3 separate regions of the Mustela erminea genome follow, and all the other regions are linked to region 1. Evidence: chromatin contacts called from public Hi-C data. All regions are on one chromosome and are shown on one strand. The core of a region is the stretch at or near the end of the contact, and the rest is flanking DNA. Distances in the headings are between cores, read along the strand shown.

Region 1 (3,223 bases), core at 220-2,719:
GGAACAAGAAGGGACAGAGCGGCTGGCCCTGAGGCTCAGGCGTTCCTGTGGCAAACACAGGAAGAGTGGCCCAGCTCCCCCAGGGGTCAGGCTTTCCCGGGGTACAGCCATGTGCCATTGGTGAAGGCAGGCCGAGAAACATCAAGGGGATCAGGTGCAGGAGTGCAGGTTTCGGGGCGGCAATTTCTGGATGCAAACCCTGGCTCTGGACCCCAGGAGCCTCAGTGTCCTCATCTGTGTAACGGGGACAGTAAGCACCCTCTTGCCTCACTTGCGCGTGAAGGCGGTACCGGTCAAGGGCAAGAGGGTGGCGGAGTCACAGGAAGCAGGGACAGAAGCCCAGCCTGGGGAGGGGTCCCAAGTGCTTCCAGAGCCCAGACAGAACGGAAGTTGTCAACGGTGCAAACCCCTAGCTTTATTGGTCCGGTTTGTTCACAGTGAGGCCTCCCAAGGCAGGGGGTCTGAGGACAACCCCCTCCTCCTGCCCCATGTGCGTGTTCTCTGCCCTTGTGCCCGGGAGGAAGGGAGGTGGCTCTTTGGGGGGCGGTGGCTCCAGGGTAATTTAGTGTGGAGCCTAGGGTCTGTTCTTCAGAGCAGGAGGTAGAAGGGAATCACATAAAGTTCTTTATTACAGACCTACAAAAAATGAGAGAATTATAGATTACTCTCACTTGTTTGGGTTTCTTTTTTCCTTCTTCCTTTTTATAAAACAGCAGCAGGAAAGAAAAAGGCAGGAGGAAGACGGGCCAGGCACCGGGGCGTGGATCAGAAGGAACCAGGGAGATGCGGGCCGAGCGGTCACTGCCAGCTGGCCTGGGGCTCCCTCCAGCATCCCGGGAGAACGGACTAGCCCTGTGGGAGCAGACAGAGGACAGTGTGGGGGGGAGGCGGCTGCCCCCAGATCAGCAGCAGCACCATTCCTCTGGCACTCAGCCGGGCTGGAAGCACGCGAGGCTCCCGTGGTTGGGGGCCCGGTCTCCGAAGCGCGGGCCCGCAGGGGCCGGACAGAAGGGAGGAGGCAGGAAGGGCCAACACAGAAGGGCTCTGAGTTCTATCGGGGACCCTCCTGGCACCATGGGGGTTCAGGGGGCGAGGGCGACCAGGCCTCCTCCCTGCTTGTCAGCCAATGAGCTTCTTCAGGAAGGCCTCCAGCTGGTCCTCGTCCTTGATGCCCACGAACTTGTCCACCACGTCCCCGTTCTTGATGGCCAGCACGGTGGGCACAGCTGACACCTACGTGGGGGAGACGAAGGGAGACCAGGTCACCCGGAGACGGACTTTTCTCATCGGCCGTTCCCCAGGCTTTGTGGTGAAGGCTGGTGGTGTACGGAGGGCAGTGACCGCCCAAGCGGTGGGCGGGGCCCCTTCCCTTGGTGCAGGGGTGCCGCAGGGCCTGAAGGTTCACCCGCTGGGAAGACTTTTCCACTGTGGGCTCCCGGCGGTCCCCTTCCTTCCCCAACCGCAGGACTGACTCACTGGCCCAGTGGTTTGGCTGCCATGGAGGCGGGATGAAAATAGCCCACACAGCTGCAGGCCAGGGCGGGGGGCGGGGGGAGCTCCCCGAGGGGCAATCCGGCCTCGTGCGGGGGAGGCGTGGAGATGTGAGGGTCTGAGTCCTGGCCCTCAGGGGTTCGGCGCCCTCTTCCGTAAAATGGGGGCGACAGGATGGACCTTCAAGGCTTAGGACAGAGATGAAAGATTCACAGATAAAGCTGGGTGGTTGGGAGCTCAGGCTCTGGAAAGGGCTGACCTGAAGCCAGGCCGTTCTGCAGAAGCCCCTTCACTGCTCTGTCTCCTTGTTCCCATCCGCACAACGGAGCCACTGAGCGCACCTGTTCCAGGTCCGGGGGCTGCCCCAGGTAAGGCGAGCAGTCTCAGCGCCTGGCAGGGTCCTCGAGGGTCAGACCTGGCCGCTCCCCGTACGCAGGGACGGTCAACAAACGGTGGCCACAGAGAGCGTGTCCGAAAAGTCTAACAGGCCCCGTCCCTCGCTGCTGTGAATGGCCAGCAGGGTCCAGAAAGTCACTGACTCATACTGGACGGTGTGGGAGGAAGGGCTCAGCCATATATGAGCTGATGTTTATTTATCAGGGGAGGACGGAGGGCAACATTCTTGGCCTATGAAGCATTTTCTCAAGTTCCCTCGGGGGACCCGTACAGATTCCATGGCACGTCCACGAGACCCACTGCCTGCTGTGGCATCGAGCATTTTCTGCGGCCTGGGCTCCCTGCCTGACATTTGTAGACTTTTTTTTTTTTAAATGGATAAACAGAACAAGATAAACATTCTTTTCTTACACATGTTAACTACAAAGTAACAACAGCAATTTACACAAACATACCAAGTCTTCCTGAATTCCGAGTGCCGTCCTGCCTATGAGTCATCCTGGGGAGCCAGACTTGGGAGTTCGAAAGGCGCCCAGGTCAGTTACAAGAGAACCGAAGGCCACACTGGCCCGCTCTCCAGTCTTGGGGGGCTGCCCCCACGCCCCCCACGACTTCCCATGGCAGGCCTTGCCCTCCTCCCCTAACAGGCTCTGGGTGGATAGACAGGAGGGGAGATGATGCGGTTCCTGTTCGTATGAGTCCCGTGAAACCCCGTCAAGGACTGTCCTGGGGCTGATGCAGGTGGCAGAGGGAATGTGCAGGGAGACCCACATGGCAGCGGGCTGACCATGCGTGTGCCCCGGTTTGTGGTCCTACCACTGGCTCTTGCCCTCATTGTTCATGACTGTGATACGTGAGGTGGCATGAAGGGTAGAGATCCAGCGGGCAGCCTGCCCTGTCTCCAGGCACAGGCCAGGGCCCAGGGAGACTTGCTTTGGATCGTACCATGGGATGCCTCAAAGCGGGCATGGAGCTGCGTGTTTTATCTTTAAAAGATCTTATTATTATTTTTTTTTAAGTAATCTCTATACCCAAACTGGGGCTTGAACTCACAACCTGAGATCAAGAGTCACACACTCTGTGGGCACCTGGGTGGCTCAGTTGGCTGGGCGTCTGTCTGCCTTCGGCTCAGGTCATGATCCCAGGGTCTTGGGACGGAGCTCCGAGTTGGGTTCCCGGCTCAGTGGGGAGCCTGCTTCTCCCTCCCCCTCGCTATCTCTGTCCCCATCTCTCAAATAAATAAAATACTAAAAAAAAAAAAAGGCATAGAGCCAGTCGGTGCCCCCAGAGCTGTGTTCTTATGCGCCCTCTAGTGGCCTGTGAGGGCAGCTACGGC
Region 2 (3,223 bases), core at 539-3,038, 120 kb before region 1:
AAGCTGCGTGGGACACACGTGGGCATGCAGAGATACACGTACATGCACGGACACAGATGCACACAAGTACATGTACGCAGATGTGAGCATGCACACGCATGCACAGACACACGTCTCTGGGCACGCACACATTCGCACATACAGCTGTGTGCGTGAGTACACACACAGAGGCCTGCACACACTTCCATTTCCAATCCTAGCCCCAAACTCTATGCAACCTCCATCTGCTCCATCCAGTCCTTCCTCTCCTGACCTTTCACCTCCAATCCCTGAAGCACCAGGGTCAGCACAGACTCCAAGGGAACACGCCCATACTTGCATTTTACACCAGAATACTCTTCTGGGCAAATATTTCTGCAGAGGAAAACCAATGGAGGCCCCTCTCATTTCCTCAGCTCTTGACCACCTGGCACCCCAATTCCACCTGCCTGCAGTGAAGAACACCGTGACCCCGTAAGTCTGGAAAGGTATTCCCAATTCTTACAGTGGGTCTGGGCCTGTGACCCTGTGGCTCACAGTAACCCAAGGCAGCAGACAAGGCAGGCACTGTCCCTGGTTTGCGTGTGTGTCTTCTCCCAGCACTTCTGGATTTGTCCCTGAGCTCAGAAGCATCTGTTCTGGGTACTGGGATGGTTAGAATTCTCAGCAACCAGTAAGGTTTCTGCCTGACTCAGTTTACTCTGCCACACCCCCACTGCATTCCAGCAGGGACCCTCCCTCAGCCTTCCCCACACAGTCACCTTGCTGCACACACAGACACGCCAGAGTTCAGCCCGCTCTGTTCTGACTGAAGTCCTTATTTGGGCCCATAAGGACTGAAAGCTTATTTGAAAAGCCTCTTCCTTCCAGCACACCAGGAGAGAGCCAGCTAAACAGGAACCCCATGGTCCAGAACCATGGGAGTGCACCCAGCAGAGACAATCCAGTTCTGGGAAACAGGCTCCTTGTAGGGATGAAGGCATCAGCCTGACTGCGGTCCCTGAGTCCCCGCCTTCCCCGTCCCTAACTTGGTGGGAGTTGGGTAGAGAGAGGCCTATGAATCTCTTTATCATGGTTTTTCACTGGAAGCAGCAGCCTTCCCTCAGATAAAATCTTCTCGAATTCCCCACGGGAAGAATAGAAGACAAATACCAGAGCTGCCTGGGTGGTGGAGACAGGGCTCGGGGGAGCACACTTCAGATGACCACTGTCCAGGGGTTTGGAGCGGTGACAGAAGGGAGGGGCCAGGGTTCCGATTTCCGCTCTGTACTCCCCTTGGAGATGACTGGCCCCATGAGCTCTCAGAATCAGAGGCCAGGGCCTCACCAGCAGAGCTGCTCCAAGGACTGAAAGACATCAGGGCCTGAAGCACATGGTACAGCACAGGCCCCTGAAAACACTGTCCTTAACAACCCCAGGCCCTTTGCACCTCCAGAGTTCTCCACTGTGCACCCTTCACAGAACAACAAAAAGGTTTTAAGTTACATCTTCAGTGATGAGGCCATCCCCTCTTCTGATTTTATTTTAAACCCCAAATGCCCCAAGACTTTCAGAACTGATACACACATCCAATGCAGACATGTGACTCCAGCCAGCTCCGGAAGGCCAGCTCAGGTATGAGGAGGGGAAACCCGACCCCAGGTATCTCACCCCAGGTAGAGACTTACGCTAAGGGCTTTATTTATCGCTCACTTCCTCAGCAAGAGGAGCTGCCAATTCTTGTCCATAAAAGGCCACAAGGCTTGCAGGGTGGTGACATCAGCCCCGACAGGAAGTACAGAAGGAAGAGACTGGGCCTGGTCCACCACCAGCCACTGCTAGGACTGACTCATCAAATGCTCACTGAGATAAGGCCTCCTGGGGTTCCTGAGGGGCTGCTCTTGGGGTCACACCTGGAATAGCACCCTGCCCCCAGGACCCCTCTTCAGGTCAACCACGCCTTTTGAGCAATGGACATGGGCTAAGAAAAAAGCAAAGCCAATGGCAGGTTCAGGTTGGGTGACCCACCCATGTGGGGTGACCCACGACACACAGGCCTCAACCTTCCACCACCCTGGGGTCGCTCACTGTGTGAACCCTGCTCCCCGTCGCCTCGCACAGGAAGCATCGGGCTGCCCAGGGCCCATTCCTAGACTCCGGGGGTTAGTTCTCTTCAGACCCCCACAAGTGTCAGGGTCTTGTGGGCCAAAATGCAAAAGCCTTTCACCAAGTCTGAAATGTGGAGAGACCTGTGAGTTCAAGCTCAGAATCTGGAGCTGGGAAGGCCCCGGGCCACCAGCAGGCCTGCCCTGGTGCTGTGGAGAAGGAGCCGGCCACTCTCTCAGGAAGTGTTCTGGGGGCCCTGCAAACTCATGCGGGGCTTTCCCCAAGGCCAGCCCCCTTCACGAGCGTGGGTTACAGGTGCTTGGGAGGCAAGTCGAGGGGTGAGCAAAGCAGGTGGACTGAAGCCCCGTGTCAGCACAGGCTCAGGGCCCCCAGTGTCCCGGGGCCTCAGGCAGCCCACCCGCCGGGCCACCCAACCCGCCAGTGGCTCCCAAGCACACTGTGTGGTTGCTGGCTCTATTCTTTCTGTGGCACAAAGCTAGCCCCAGACCAGGGAGGTGCCGGATCAGCAGCCTCCCCAGCCAGCAAGCAGCTGGCCTTGGCCCTGTGTCTCCACCCACAACGCCCCCCACAGGTGAGGCCGTGTCTGAACCCCGCTGAGGAGGCCCACGGCTCTCACTGCAGGAGGCCGAGAACGGGCGCCTCCCCCATCAGGCACCCTCGATAATTAGAAGCCCCAGGGATGGCACTTAACTCTCATTATGGCAGAGGGCAGGCGAGGCCCCAAACCGGCCCTCTCTAGGCCAAAATGCACCCAGCCGCTCACACAGGTGAGCTCCCAGGGCACAGGCAGACCCTCCAGAAACCACTGCGGGCTACTCAGACACCTCGTCCTTGGGCGGGGCTGGCCCTTGGGCGGGTCTGGCAGCGAGAACGTTCTGTGTGGGGCTGCTGCAGACAGCTCTGACAGGCTGGTCAGTGTGGAGGGAAATTCAAAAGTCACGAGTGAGTGCTGACAGCCCACAGTAAATGCCGCCAGGACACTGGGAGGTCAGCCTGCCTTGCTCTTAAACCACATGCTGCTCAGGGAACAACAGGTAAGAGAGGCAGGGGAGCCCGGCTGAGTCCCACCCAAGCAAGCCCCAGCTCACGGCTCTGCAGAGGGCTGGGCCATCTGGGAGGGATTAAGGGAGCACAGGAA
Region 3 (3,223 bases), core at 449-2,948, 74 kb before region 1:
GGCCTTAAAGCAGCCTCTCTCCTCACCAAAAGGGGAATAAACCACCAGGTGAGGTTATCAAGCAGGTCTCCGCGGTGTCAGAAATGGCCACAGTGTTGCAGGAAGGAGCAAAGGCTCGCTTCCCCTTCAACAGTTACTCAACAGTTACTTTGAAATCCTCTTAAACCTAGAAAAGGATGCACTGAACCGAGGAGTTGTTGGGCCTCTGACCGCCTAGCGCAGAAAGGCCGCTGGTCTCCGGGACCTGCCAGGACCTGGGACTTCCCAGGAACCTTTCTCCCCACACCAGCTGGGTGGGGCCACAGACCGCAGCCGGGGCCTCGCCCCGCCCCCACCTCAAGGCAGCCGGCAACCCTGTCCCGGTGTGTTCAGCGTTGTTATAAACGACTGGGTTCCCTGCAGGGATAAGGGGATGCAGTCCTGCCCCGGGCGTGGCCCCAAGACAGGATGGCGTGAGGATACCCCCCCTCCTCCTCCGACGGAGAAAAGCGGGGAAGGCAGGGTAACAACCCCGATGTGGCCCAAACAGGGACGATGCAATAGCGCAGGTCTGGTCCTAAAGGAGAAGGGCCCAGCTCCCCGCCCCCGCCCGCGTGGGGCGGCCCCCAGGTGCGGTGGAATCAGGTGCGCTCCGGACCGCTCAGATGGCTGCGGGCATTCCTGGGCCCTCCTCCGCCGGGTAGCGGAAGTCAAAAGTCAACGGCTGAGGGGCTGGGGGCGGAGGGAGTTTGGGGGGGGGTCCTTCCTGTCTCGCCTGGCACCCGCCGGGTCCCGGTCCCCCACGCACCTACCGCACCTCCCCGTTCCCCTCCTCCGCCCAGCCGATCGCAGCCGGGCGAATGAGGAAGTCGGGAGCGGAGGGCGGAAACTGAGCCGAGTGCAATGTCTGCAGCAGGACAGTCCGATTCTGACTCAGGCGGACGCCCTGACAGCTGCCAAACGGTCCCCGCCTGCCCGTTACCTCCGTTTCGAAAACGCCTGGAAACTTCCAAAGCAGCCGCTGCCCCCGAGCCCCCCATCTCACGCTCGCTCGGTCCGGTCCTAGGGACAGCGGCTCCCCGGAAGGGGTTAAAAAGTTTGCCCAACTTGGGCTCTCCGCGAGGCGAGGGCGGGGCGCGTGCCCCGGCCGCAAGGGGAGGTCGAGGCTCCCGGTGCCTCGCCGGGGGAGTGCGCCGGGCAGGCAGGGGGAGGGGCGGAGGGTTTCCGGGGAGCGCCGGCCCCAAAGCCTTGGCCTGCTCCCGAGGCCCTGCCTCCAGCGGCGCCCTCTCCGAGAGTCGCGCAGGGGGTCCTCCGGCCGCTCCCGGAAGGATGCTGTGCCCGGGCCCGGGCCCGCGGCGTTCGCACCCCCCCTTGCCCCGCGCGCCGGTCGCCGGCCGCGCAGAGGCCGAAAACCACACGTCCGGCCGCTCGCCCCAGACGCCGCGCGTCCCGTCGCCACCGCCCCCGCCCGGGGCGGGACCGGCCGGTGCGGCTAGCTCACCTGAACCTGGATCTGCGCCGGGGAACGGGCGCTGCTTCTCCCGAGAGGGCTTTCTCGAGCGCTCGGGCGACGGCGGGGTGGGGCGAGCACGCGAGGCGGGTGCTGCAGCAGGTCAGTCTCGCTCAGCCTTCCGTGCCCTGCCCGGGAGCCGCGGTGATCTGCGCGCCTCACCGCACCCAGCTCAGCTCCTCGCCGCCTTCCCGCCCCGCCCTTGCGGCCGCCCGCCTATTCCATCCCGGCGCCGGCTCGAGGGCGGAGCCTGGAGGGACGACACCGCCCCCTCGAACCGCCTCGCCCACTCCAGCCCGTCCCCGGTCTTGATGGACAGACATCTGGGGCCTGTGGGAAGGGGGTGGGCGGAGCCTCTGGGTCCAGCGGGGTGGGTATTCATCCTCGCCAACCGCCCCCACCTCCACCGGCTCCACCTTCCTCCGCGCTTCCTAGGCGGGAGCCCCGCCTCATAGGGCGGGCCCGACGAACAGCCATGTTCCAGGGAGAGGATTGACACAGAGAAAGTCCAATCAGAAGGAGGAGGCTCGCAGAAGGCTCAGGCCAGGATTTTGGTGCATTGCCGAGGCGGGGCGAGGCAGGGCGGGAGCCGGCTGGGAAGGTCTGGGGTTCTGACACCCCGCCCCTCGAGCTGTTTTCCCGGTCCCATGTCATCCTACCAGAAGAACAGATATTAAGTACCATATATGGAAAAAGTGCTATTTTACATAATTATGATGGCCTGTGGGGGCGGCCATGGACTCAGCCCCGGATCCGGTGAGGGCGCCCTGAGTTCGATTCCTGACCCTCTCTTTAGAGTGGGCACGGCGCGGTCTTCCAGCCTTCAGAGCTGCCCTCACAGGGATTCCTGGGGTGCACTTCCAAGCATTCTCACCTGCACGTGATTAATTCGCACACTTCTCTTTAGATATGTGTTACCAGTGTTTTCTTGGATGTTCTTTTTGGGTGCAAAGAGCCACTCTTTTTGGTTACTGCCTACTACACGAGGATAAAAACTTTTTTTATTAAAAAATTTTTTTTAGGGACTGGCTCAGTGGATAGAGCATGAGACTCTTGATCTAGGAGTTGTGAGTTCAAGCCGCAGTTTGGACGTAGAGCAAATAATTTTTTTCCTAAATAATTTTTTTTAATTTAAAAAAATTGTTTCGCAATACGAAACTTAAAAAATTTTTTAAAGTTTTTTGCTCTTATCTTTTAATCCATCTGGAATCTGGTTGTTGAGAGAGGGAGAAATCTAATATAATTTTCGCAATAGCCAGTTATTTATTCTTTATTCATCACCTTTCCAACTTGTATGTGCTTGAACCTGCTTCTGTGTTTGTATCCATTGACCTTTCTGTGTGTTCTGTGCTATTTCCAAAATACTTTAATGATGGTAGCTTTAGAATACATTTTCTATCTAGGAGGGCAAATTTCTCATGACACTTTCCTTTTGGAATGTTCATACTATTATGACTAAACTATAACTTGAGGAAAAAAATGCATGATGTAAAAGCAAAAGAGCACTGGAAAAAAGAATTTTGCAACCCTAAGAATTACTACCAACAATATACAAAGAGCTCTTCTCAGTGATTAAGAAAAACCCTGAGTACTCCAAAACAAAAATGGCCCTAAAAAAGGAACAGAAGTAAGAAAGAAGAAACATAAATGGCCAATAATTATGAAAAAAATAATTATGAAAAAAAAGTTATGGGCGCCTGGGTGGCTCAGTGGGTTAAGCCGCTGCCTTCGGCT

What was found. Hi-C and Micro-C count contacts between places; a contact is called where the count stands out from the background.
Region 2: a contact with region 1 is called in a Hi-C map of skeletal muscle, with 9 times the contacts expected there. The contact joins two enhancer-like sites. A contact is called at or near these places in 2 of 3 Hi-C or Micro-C datasets (skeletal muscle and spleen).
Region 3: a Hi-C map of fibroblasts shows a contact between it and region 1, with 3 times the contacts expected there. The contact joins the promoter of MYH9 here to the enhancer-like site in region 1. A contact is called at or near these places in 2 of 3 Hi-C or Micro-C datasets (fibroblasts and spleen).

Annotation. Positions count from the first base shown.
Region 1 is chr6:11,273,032-11,276,254 of mMusErm1.Pri, reverse strand. It overlaps TXN2 (thioredoxin, mitochondrial), which reads right to left. Exons shown (of 5, transcript XM_032346409.1): 4 at 1,074-1,233; 5 at 394-636. The coding sequence ends at 1,120. Among named protein-coding and RNA genes, the nearest start is that of TXN2, 11 kb to the right of the region's middle. Within about 2 kb of position 1,469, the one cell type or tissue checked has open chromatin away from gene starts, as enhancers often do. A contact at or near this core is called in fibroblasts, where this site is marked.
Region 2 is chr6:11,390,741-11,393,963 of mMusErm1.Pri, reverse strand. The region is part of intron 3 of MYH9 (myosin-9); the gene reads right to left. Among named protein-coding and RNA genes, the nearest start is that of MYH9, 43 kb to the right of the region's middle. Within about 2 kb of position 1,788, the one cell type or tissue checked has open chromatin away from gene starts, as enhancers often do.
Region 3 is chr6:11,347,735-11,350,957 of mMusErm1.Pri, reverse strand. MYH9 (myosin-9) reads right to left here and starts at 1,698. Exons shown (of 41, transcript XM_032346410.1): 1 at 1,481-1,698.